Linked DNA regions of Mus musculus: region 2 is linked to region 1. The links are chromatin contacts, called in public HiChIP or PLAC-seq maps. All regions are on one chromosome and are shown on one strand. The core of a region is the stretch at or near the end of the contact, and the rest is flanking DNA. Distances in the headings are between cores, read along the strand shown.

Region 1 (5,065 bases), core at 232-2,731:
CTAGTCACAGCAGCTGCTCTGGAAGAAGACCCAGGTTCAGGTCTTCACATTCTCATCCACAAGGCAGCTTATAACTCCAGTGCTCCCTCCTGGCTTCTAAGAGCATCAGGCACATATTCAGTGTACTTACTTAGTACTGGCAAAATACACACTCATACACATAAAATAAAAAGTAAACCAACTCATGTTTATTGTTTTCTTTAAACAAGGACTTTTTCCCAACTTCCTTTGAAGCCAAAACCTCGGACACAATTCTGGACGAGGCACAGGTCAATGTGTGCAGTGGCACAGGAGCAATGTGTGCAGCCGCTCCTGGGATACTTCTTTCTTCTATAGAAGACGAGATTGGCACCACCCTTGTTCATTCCTCCAGTTCTCCCTTGGACATGATGCCTGGATCTGGACTAGTGATGCTACAGCCATGAGATAACACATGTGGGGACAACATCAACATGGCAGGATAATGAAGCAGAAATAGAGACAGCCTGGGTGCCTGATGCCACTGCCACCGTAAAACCACACCAGGCTGGCAATTTTTAACAGCTGGATTTCTTCAGGTAGCAAAAAGAGAAAAAAAAAAAACTTACGTTTTTCAATGCCATCTCATCAGATGTTTTTTTGGTTTTTGGTTTTTTTGGTTTTTTGGTTTTTTTGGTTTTTTTTTTTTTTTTTTTTTAGGTATTTTCCTCATTTACATTTCCCATCAGATGTTTTTGTTGCCTGCAGCTAACCATTCTCCTAACTGACGCATACCGTTTAGAAGAATAACTCTTTATACGTCAGGGTTTACAACTATGAATATTGCCTTTAGCAAGTTTGTCAGTCAGTTCTCTGTTTCAATAACCAATACCTGGAATAAATCACGCGGAAGGAAGAAAGCGGTTTTTTGGTTGGTTTGTTGCGTGACTTCAGCAATTTCAGTTCAGGGTTGCTTAACTCTGTTGGGGTGGGTGAGTCAGATCCTTGTATCACAGCAGGAGAGCGTCATAAAGGAGGCCTGCTCCTTACATGGCATCCAGGAAATAGCAAGTCTGAGTCTTAATAACCCCCTATGAGGTCATGTCCCCGGTGACCTAGTTTCCTTCACCTAGGTCCAGTCTCCCAAAGGTTTTGTGCTTTTAGAGCCAGGCATTTAACTCAAGAACTTTTTTTGGAAGCCACTTCAGACAGAACTATATGAAGAGAGAACATATTGCAGGGAGATATAGAAGAAACATATGAACAATATAACTTAAAATTGTGGTAAATGAAAAAATAAACAAAAAGAACACAGGTCATCAAAACTAGTCTCTGCTATGAAATAATAGGGCTCCCCCTATTATTTCATAGCAAGATAAAAAAAATGCAAAATCACCAATGATCTCAAAATGTCCACTAGGAGGCAGTAGAGCCTCCTTTCTGATTATGCTCACTCCGGCTCCCAAATGTGAACTTTCTGCTTCCAAGCTGCACCTTACAATTAGAAATCTTTGACCACAGCATTTGACTGTGACCCTGAACACCCCGAGAGTGCCGGCATTGCGCTTAAGGTCCGAGCCCCGCCCCTCCAGTCCTCCACTGTCTGCTGCCTTCCTGCTCCTCCAGCCTCACCCGGTTGCTTCTCCCTTCACTCTCTCCATTCCACGTTCTTTTTGGTTCCTTGGGCCGACAAACTCTTGCTTGCAAAGATGAGGGTACCCTTTGATATATTCCAGGGCCCCCTTTCTCCTCAGTCACCTTAGTCCTCCAACCCCGCCCACATCTGGGAACCCAAGTGAGAGTAACCGGAGAGGAAGTCTCTACTGACTCCTAGTGGACCTATTGAGAACGTTTGTGATTATAGGGTCTGCTCAGATGCTAATCTCGCCTGACAAAAGTCCACCTCCAAGTTTGCTGGAGAATCTCCTGAGTCTCATTTCTTCTCCCAGCGTCCCTCTCTCTGCCCAGAAGACCCACCCTCCACTTCCTGCCCAGTTATTAGCCGTCAGATTTTTATTACAGCCAAGCAGATACAATTCTAGATTGCCTTAGGCCAGTGAGGAATAACAACTACTTACAAAATATAAGACCGGTGAGGGGCCATAGAAGTAATAACACCAAGCTGCAGCTAGTATTTAGCTCTCTGCCTCTGCAGAATTAATAGAATCCAGAAACACACAAAGGTATCCCAACAGTGTATCCCAATAGCCCAGGCTTGCTATGTAGCCTAGAACTCACAGACCTCTTGCCTCAGCTTCCTGGAAGCTGACATCACAAGTGTTTTGACACTGCCTTGCTTTGATTATTGACTGATTTCTTTTCCCCCAGAGACCTAGACTTTCTTTTTACAGTTTTGCGAAAATGCAAAGGACACATTCTCACCATCTTATCACTTCGACCAAAAAGGGATTGTGATTCCTCCTTTTTTAAACTAATGGATAGTAATTGTACAAAGCAATAGACTTTATGTGACTTTTTTTTACACACGCACATAAGGCACTTTGAAGATAGGCTCTTGTTACCCTTTCTTACCATGTCCCCTCCCTTCACTCACGCCCTTGATGGTCCCACCTCTTTCTTCCTTCCTTCCCCCTGCTGAGTCTCCTGTTAGAGAGTAAGCATGCCATGTATCTTTCTGAGTCTGGTTTTCACATAATATGAAGAACAAGTTCCATCCATTTTCTTGAAATTATTTTTGTCCTTTTTTGTATTATTATTACTCTGTGTGTGTGTGTGTGTGTGAGAGAGAGAGAGAGAGAGAGAGAGAGAGAGATGTGATGAGGAAGTCAGAAGACAACTTTGATGTCTTCTGTCCTTCCACCATGCCATCCAGGCATAGACTCCATCTGACAGGCTTCCCTGGCAAGGGCTCTTACCTGCTGAGCCACCTCACTGGTGTTGTCTTGTTCTTCTTTATTGCTGAGTAGAATTCACAGTGTATATACACCACATTTCCCAGGTTGATGCCATAACCTTGTATTGTGAATAATATCTCACAAGCACTAGTGTGCAGGTGTCTATATGGCAAACTGAGTTTGAGTCTTTTGGGTACACACCCAGAAATGGTAGAACTGGATCATATAAATAGTCCAGTCTGTTTTGTTTTGAGGAACTTCTAATTTCTATATATGGGGTCTAATCTGCAGACCCACCAACTACATATAAGAATCACTTCCCCAACTCCCATCATTCCCAGCGTTTGTGGTCCTTTGTTTTCTTGGTAATAGCCATTCTGAGGTAAGATGAAATCTCATTGGCTTTGATTTGCATTAACTTAAAGAACACTGTTACAACAGGAATGTCCTTCCAGCTAAAATCTCCGCCAGCCAGGCTTTGCTGTTGACAGACCCAATGGAGCACGTGGGACAAGGCGCTAGCAGTGTGGAGAGTGTTCTTTCAGGTGAAACCAAATTGACTTGGTGATGTAGGAGATATTGGAGTGTGTGTGTGTGTGTGTGTGTGTGTGTGTGTGTGTGTTGGACAGGGTAGGACCCAACAAATTAATGGTCAATATGAACTGTTATGTCTAAAATATCTTAAGTCAGAGCTGACCCCCAGGCAGCTCTTCCTGAACTTACATAGGAACTCAATGTGGTTTTTTATGGGTGACACTGAAGAATGCTACTAACAAGCCAAAAAGTTACTATTATAATACTCATGCTGTTATCTCAATGTTCTGAAATTCCCCTGTTCAACCACCCATCCACCCCCCTTACCTTACTTAGAACCAATCAGCTTAAAGGTTAATAACCTTTGCCTAGGAAGCCAACTAATCTCCTTGCCCTTTAAGCCTCTGAACTGGTTTTCCTATAAAAAGCCTACCCTGAGAGCAGAGTGTACCTGTCTCAGTCAGGGTTTCTATTCCTGCACAAACATCATGACCAAGAAGCAGTTAGGGAGGAAAGGGTTTATTCAGCTTACACTTCCATACTGCTATTCATCACTGAGAGAAGTCAGGACTGGAACTCAAGCAGGTCAGGGAGCAGGAGCTGATGCAGAGGCCATGGAGGGATGTTCTTTACTGGCTTGCTTCCCCTGGCTTGCTCAGCCTGCTCTCTTATAGAATCAAGATTACCAGCCCAGGGATGGCACTACCCACAAGGGGCCTTTCCCCCTTGATCACTAATTGAGAAAATGCCCCACAGCTGGAGCTCATGGAGGCATTTCCTCAACTGAAGCTCCCTTCTCTGTGATAACTCCAGCTGTGTCAAGTTGACACAAAACTGGCCAGTACAGTACCACTGTCCTTTTGAGGTTCTGGACGTCCAATATTATGGTGTGTGTTCAATAAACTATTTTTGATTAACTAGGATCAGTATTTGGTTTGAGTGTCGATTCCTGAACCCCAGCAGGGGAAGGACCGAAGGCCCTTAAGGAGATGACAACCCCACAGGAAAACCAGCAGTGTCAACTAACCTGGACCCCTAGGAGCTCCCAGAGACTGATCCACCAACCAAAGAACATACACTGGCTGTTCTGAGGCCCCTGGCATATATGTAGCAGAGGGCTGCCATGTCTGGCCTCAGTGAGAGAGGATGCACCTAATACTGCAGAGACTTGATGCACCAGGGGATTGGAGGGGGGAGGGTTGGGAGGTCTGCCCTCTTAGAGGTGAAGGGAAGGGGGGAGGAACTCTTCAAAGGAGGATCGGAAAGAGGGCAGTATTTGGGATGTAAAGAAATAAATAAGCAAATAATTAAATAATTAAAAATAAATAAGTGCAGACTTCTTTCTCCAGGAGCTCTTCAAGTTCCAAGAAGAGCAGAGGAGATGGCCAGCCTAAGGGTTTCCTCCATTTGTCTTGCTGTAACCCCTTGTGCCCCCGAAAAAGTCCTCTACCCTTTCCAACTGTTTGAAGGTGAAGGTTTGAGACAGAAAGCCTCCTCTTTTCCTGAGGACTCTTCTAGAGCCAGCCAACTTCCTTCTGCCTCCTGGACTTTGGCCTTGGTAGAGTGGCAGGCAGTGGGTCCACACTGTCAACAACATGATCACCCTAGCCACCTTTGAAGATACCTGCCTATTCTCTGACAAGAAGGTAATCCTTCCCTCTGTGAGGGCTGGCTGCAGTTCTCTTCTTCTGTCTGCTTAATGCTTTCTCTTGGGCCCT
Region 2 (5,048 bases), core at 264-2,763, 240 kb before region 1:
CAAGTGTGTGTCTGAGCTGCTCAAATGAGAATCACAATTAATAGTTTACAGAGCATTAGCCACATATACCATTTTAGTGGCTCTCAAGTTATAGCTCAGCAGGTTGCTAAGAAACTCTCCCCCTCTCTTTTGATAGGTGAGATTGTGGGATGACTCCAGAGGTGCCTCCCATAGAATTATAATCTGACCAAGTAACAACCAAAAGCCATGAGTCTCACCTTTCACTCTAACTGGCATTTCGGGTGGTTCCTAGAAAAGTGCATGTTTATGCCTAGGAAGGCAGAGAGACCTCCACTTCACTGCTGGTGAGAAGCTTCCACCAGACTCCAAGCTAAGAGACTGCCTCGCCTTCTCATCTCCCCAGTTTTCTGCCTTTACATCCTAAGTCACCTTCAGGGGTGCACCTGCTGACCTACAAACTTCCTCACATGCTTCGCCTCCTAGAACAGTGGCCTCAACCTGTGAGCTGCAGCCCCTTTAGGGGTCACATGACCCTTTCACAGGTGGCACCTAAACAGAAAACATCAGATATTTACATCATGATTCATAGCAGTAGCAAAATTACAGTTACAGTAGCAATGAAATAATTTTGTGGTTTGAGGTCACCACAACATGGGGAACTATATTAAAGGATCACAGCATTAGGAAGGCTGAGAGACACTAACCTAGAGGGTTACCCACCTCTCCGCAGCTCCAAACAAAGGTCCATTCCTGTAGCAAACTCTAGCAAGCACTTACAGGCAAACAAAGCAACAGATTAAAGAAAATTAAATGTCAATGATATCTTCAAGAAGCCAGAAGGCAGAGCCTTGAAGGTCTTATCATTGAGAAGTTATGGATGCCTAAAGTAAGGATGACTGCTTGATTTGATCATCTTCACAATATACACATGTGCCAAAATATCACAGCGCTTCCCATAAACATGGCTAATAATTGTATTAAACATGGGTAATCATTGCATGTGACCCAAAAATAAAATTTAAAACTAAGAGTAGACATAAATCTCCTGGTTTCATCTGCCCACACACCAGGTTTCTGGTGGTTTACCCTCAGCCTCCTTTAGCTCTTTGAGGGGGAAGCCCTGCCATTCCTTGATGTGGAACTCTCCAGGTCCTGTGGACTTAAGAAGTCTTCTCTGGCCTCTCCGCTCTTTCTCATCCCTCTGTTGCTGGAACCTTTGTCTCCTCCATTTTCCCTTCTTCTCAATTCCTATGCTTGTGACAGTTTTAAGAACATTTGGGAGACTCAGTTAGGTAATAAAATATCTACAGTCTCCTCTTGTGGTGATTTTAAAAAGGAAAGGATTCAGGAAGCAGCTAACCTGAGTGTGGATAGTTCCCCCTAAGAACAGACAGATGGCACCTGGGCTCACTTATAAAAAGGAAGATATTTTAGTTACTTGAAAGCAGAGGGGAAAAAAAATAAAGCCACGATTTTCTTGCCCTATATAGGATATAATTGTTTCCTCGGTGCAGTGGGTTGTGGCAATATGTGGGCAGTGAGTCACACAAAGGCCACTGTCTCAACTTCTTTGTAACTTCTTTAGGTGTTTTTTTTTTTTTTTCAGCTGTTATCAAATCCTAAGTTTCAAAAAGAAATGTCGATCCAAAAGGAAGAATTCACAGTTATAAAGCTGTTTCATGCCACATGAGCATTTCAGGTGCCCCCCAAAAGTGGGGCCAACAGCTTCTGTGCCTCCTGCCCTCCCCCAGTGAGTGCCCCAGGTTCACTTATTACTTTCATTCAAGCAAGGGCTATGGAGACTGTGGCACGATAACTGAATCTCAAAATGCATATGGGAGGATTCTGCAGGTCTCCAGTAGGCAAAAGATCATTAGGGTGGGTCTATCTGCCAGTCCCCGCCCTATTGAAAAGTGCAGGTCAGGGAACCTGCCTTCCAAGGGCTATGAGCTCCAGAGATCCTGGAAGGGCATTTGGAAGTCACAACTCAATTGACAGAAAGCTGCATTTTGTAACCACTTGCAGATAACCTTGGGTAGGACATGGGCTCCCCTTCATTGCATCTTGACACAAACATAAAGCCATAAGTAGGTGGACACTTCTGTCTCCCTCTTCCCACCAGCCCCGTGTCTGGGATATTGTAGGCCACACCACAGCTCTCCTGCCTTTCACTAACTGCTTTCCACCCTGTCTTTCCAGAATCCATCTTGTCAAAGAGCTTGTATCTTTTGGCCACAGTTCTGAACAGAACTTTAATGCAGCTTTATAGCAACATTATAATTATCTCAGAAACTACTTAATAGTTGTCATTTTGATCAAAGGGAAACCAAGAGAAAGACATCAATCAATACTAAGTTGGTGGCTAGCAGAGAATCAATAAGGCCTGACTCACGGTGCCTTGTTCTGAGTTCAGAATACCTTACAGGTTCTGTTCATCTGGGCAAGCACTGCTCATGCCTGCTTTTAATAGTTTGTACATCCCTTGGGGTGATGACCAACCCAAAATTTGTTCAAGGTGTCTTAGGGTTTTACTGCTGTGAACAGACACCATGACAAAAAAAAAAACAACAACAACAACAACAACAAAAAAAACAACAACAACAACAAAACAAAACAAAACAAAAAAAAACCCTCTTATAAGGACAACATTTAATTGGGATGACTTAGGGATTCAGTCCATTATCATCAAGGCAGGAACATGGCAGCATCCAGGCAGGCATGGTGTAGGAGTACCTGAGAGTTCTACATCTTCATCTGAAGGTCACTAGGAAAAGACTGGCTTCGAGGCATCTAGGATGAGAGTCTTAAAGCCCTCTACACTTCCTCTAACAAGACCACACCTACTCCAACAAACCACACCCCCTAATAGTGCCACTCCGTGGGCCAAACATATTCAAACCACCACACAGGGACAGAACCTGACATGGAGCTCCTTGTGTCTCCATCAGCAGTCAGTCTATTTCTATTCAGCCTGTGTCTCAGAGACACCATCAGAGTCTCAGACACTGCCAGTTTTGAGTCCCAGGGTAATACAGGGGCATAATTTGCTATGGCCACACCTGGACAGGGAGCACAGCTGTGCAGCTCAGCAAAATGGCCATCTTCTTCCTCAGATTGGCTCACAAGAGCCCATCAGGAATGGGCCTGTGCACTGCAGGTATTCCATCAGAAAAGAGGCAGACAGAGGAATCATTTACCCCCTCCCCTGCTTTGGGCTCCCCCATCCCCTAACAGGCAATGCCAAATTCATGCACTGTAAGTCAGCTCATCAGGTCCTCAGGTTAAACTGTGGTAGAATCCCTGGGATCTTTTACAAGTAGACATCACTCTCATAACAAATGCACCTGAACAATGGACAAGAAAAACTGCCTGGGACTACCCGCCAGTCCCCACCCTCATGAAAAATACAACTCAGGGATCCTGCCATCCCAGGGCTGTGGGAAATGAATCCCTAGCCTCTAGAATAGTCACAGGGTCACATGGAGACAGATACTAGAACAAAGGGTTGGTCCTAAAAATCCTTGGCACATAACTCATAAGCCCAGAGTCTGTCATCATTGACAGCCAGTACCTTAGGATTTGAGCACACTGGTTTCTAAAGCAGCACACACTCTTTCTCATCTACCTCCCACCTCCATTTCTGGACCCCCTGCTCTGTGCACTCTTTCTTTAAATAGTCTCTTTTGCAGAAGCTTTTGAGGAGGGAAGGGAGGTGGATGTAGACAGTACAAGGCAGGTTTAGAGCGACTGCATTTCGACAGAGCCAGAGTGGCCACCCACAGCTCTGCTCTAAGCTGGGAGTTGAGCCACAGAGAGCAGCAGTGGGGAGAGTTGATGGCTTCTACTGAGATCCTGAGTATAATTATCTGCTTCTCAGCATCATCACCAGCTGCTCTCTCAGCTTCAGCCACTTCCAAAGTGTGGTCGGGACAAAGTTGGTTTTACCATGCTTTTCAGACATGCACAAGTAACCAGAAGGTTTATTAGCCCCAGACCCCAGGCACCGCCTACAGAAACAGTGATTTGGGCAGGGTGGAAGAGAAGGTCTACACTACAATGGAATGACTTGTGAGGTTCGGGGTGTAGATCAGTCTTAGAACACTTAGGCAATATGTGTAAGCTTCTGGGTTCAGTCCCAGTGAGTGCCCCAGGTTCACTTATTACTTTCATTCAAGCAAGGGCTATGGAGACTGTGGCACAATAACTGAGTCTCAAAATGCATATGGGAGGATTCTGCAGGTCTCCAGTAGGCAAAAGATCATTAGGGTGGGTCTACCTGCCAGTCCCCACCCTATTGAAAAATGCAGGTCAGGGAGCCTGCCATCCAAGGGCTATGAGCTACTGCTATGAATCATGATGTAAATTTATTTAAATAAATAAAATTTATTTATTTTTTTCCCTAAAGGAATTTGGGGTATCCCATTACTTGTTGCTATGGCTTAGATAACATTAAATGTTTGGATGTTTAAGCTTCGTTTCCAGCATATGATGCTATTGGGAAATGGTGGAGCCTTTAAGTCATTAGGTCTAGCAGAGTAAGTTAGACTACTTGGGACATTCCTTTGAAGGAGGGAGACTCCAACCCCTTTCTCTTCCTCTTTCACTGCTGGTCACTATGAGAACCATTTTCTCCAGGAGGTGTTCTCACTATAATATCCTAGCTCCCAACTAGTGCAAAAGCAAAGGGACCCTCTGACCATAAGAAGAAAGCTCCAAAAGTGTGAGACTAAATAAACCCTTCCTCTTCGTAAGCTGATTTAATCTCAGTAATTTTGTCACAGTGACAGAAATCTGACTGGTACACAAACACATCCTCCCCTGTCCTCCTTGGCCAGCATCTTAGTGATTCCCGGCAATGGAGGCAGAGGGAGGGAGGAAAGAAGAGGTAGCTCTAATTCTATCCCAGAATATTGCAGCCCATTAACAGCTTTCAGTGGAAGGAAAAGAGAGACAGCTGCGATCTATCAAGCAAACAACTCGTGTCAGGGATCATTTCTACATGGAAAGCCTATTACACGAGAGGCATCTTTCAGAAAGATTAGCCTCTTCATACATAAAAATATCTTAAGATTTCTTTCAAATATCCA

What was found. HiChIP or PLAC-seq counts read pairs in DNA pulled down with a chosen protein or histone mark.
Region 2: a contact with region 1 is called in a FOXA1 HiChIP or PLAC-seq map of pancreatic cancer cells. The contact joins two enhancer-like sites. A contact is called at or near these places in 1 of 484 Hi-C or Micro-C datasets (the AML12 cell line) and 1 of 115 datasets of contacts at active chromatin or transcription factors (pancreatic cancer cells).

The regions. Positions count from the first base shown.
Region 1 is chr2:131,419,692-131,424,756 of GRCm38.p6, reverse strand. No RefSeq gene overlaps it. Among named protein-coding and RNA genes, the nearest start is that of Rnf24, 69 kb to the right of the region's middle. Within about 2 kb of position 1,481, at least 188 of the 459 cell types and tissues checked have an H3K27ac peak or open chromatin away from gene starts, as enhancers often do. A contact at or near this core is called in pancreatic cancer cells, where this site is marked.
Region 2 is chr2:131,663,481-131,668,528 of GRCm38.p6, reverse strand. No RefSeq gene overlaps it. Among named protein-coding and RNA genes, the nearest start is that of Gm30986, 74 kb to the left of the region's middle. Within about 2 kb of position 1,513, at least 4 of the 459 cell types and tissues checked have an H3K27ac peak or open chromatin away from gene starts, as enhancers often do. A contact at or near this core is called in pancreatic cancer cells, where this site is marked.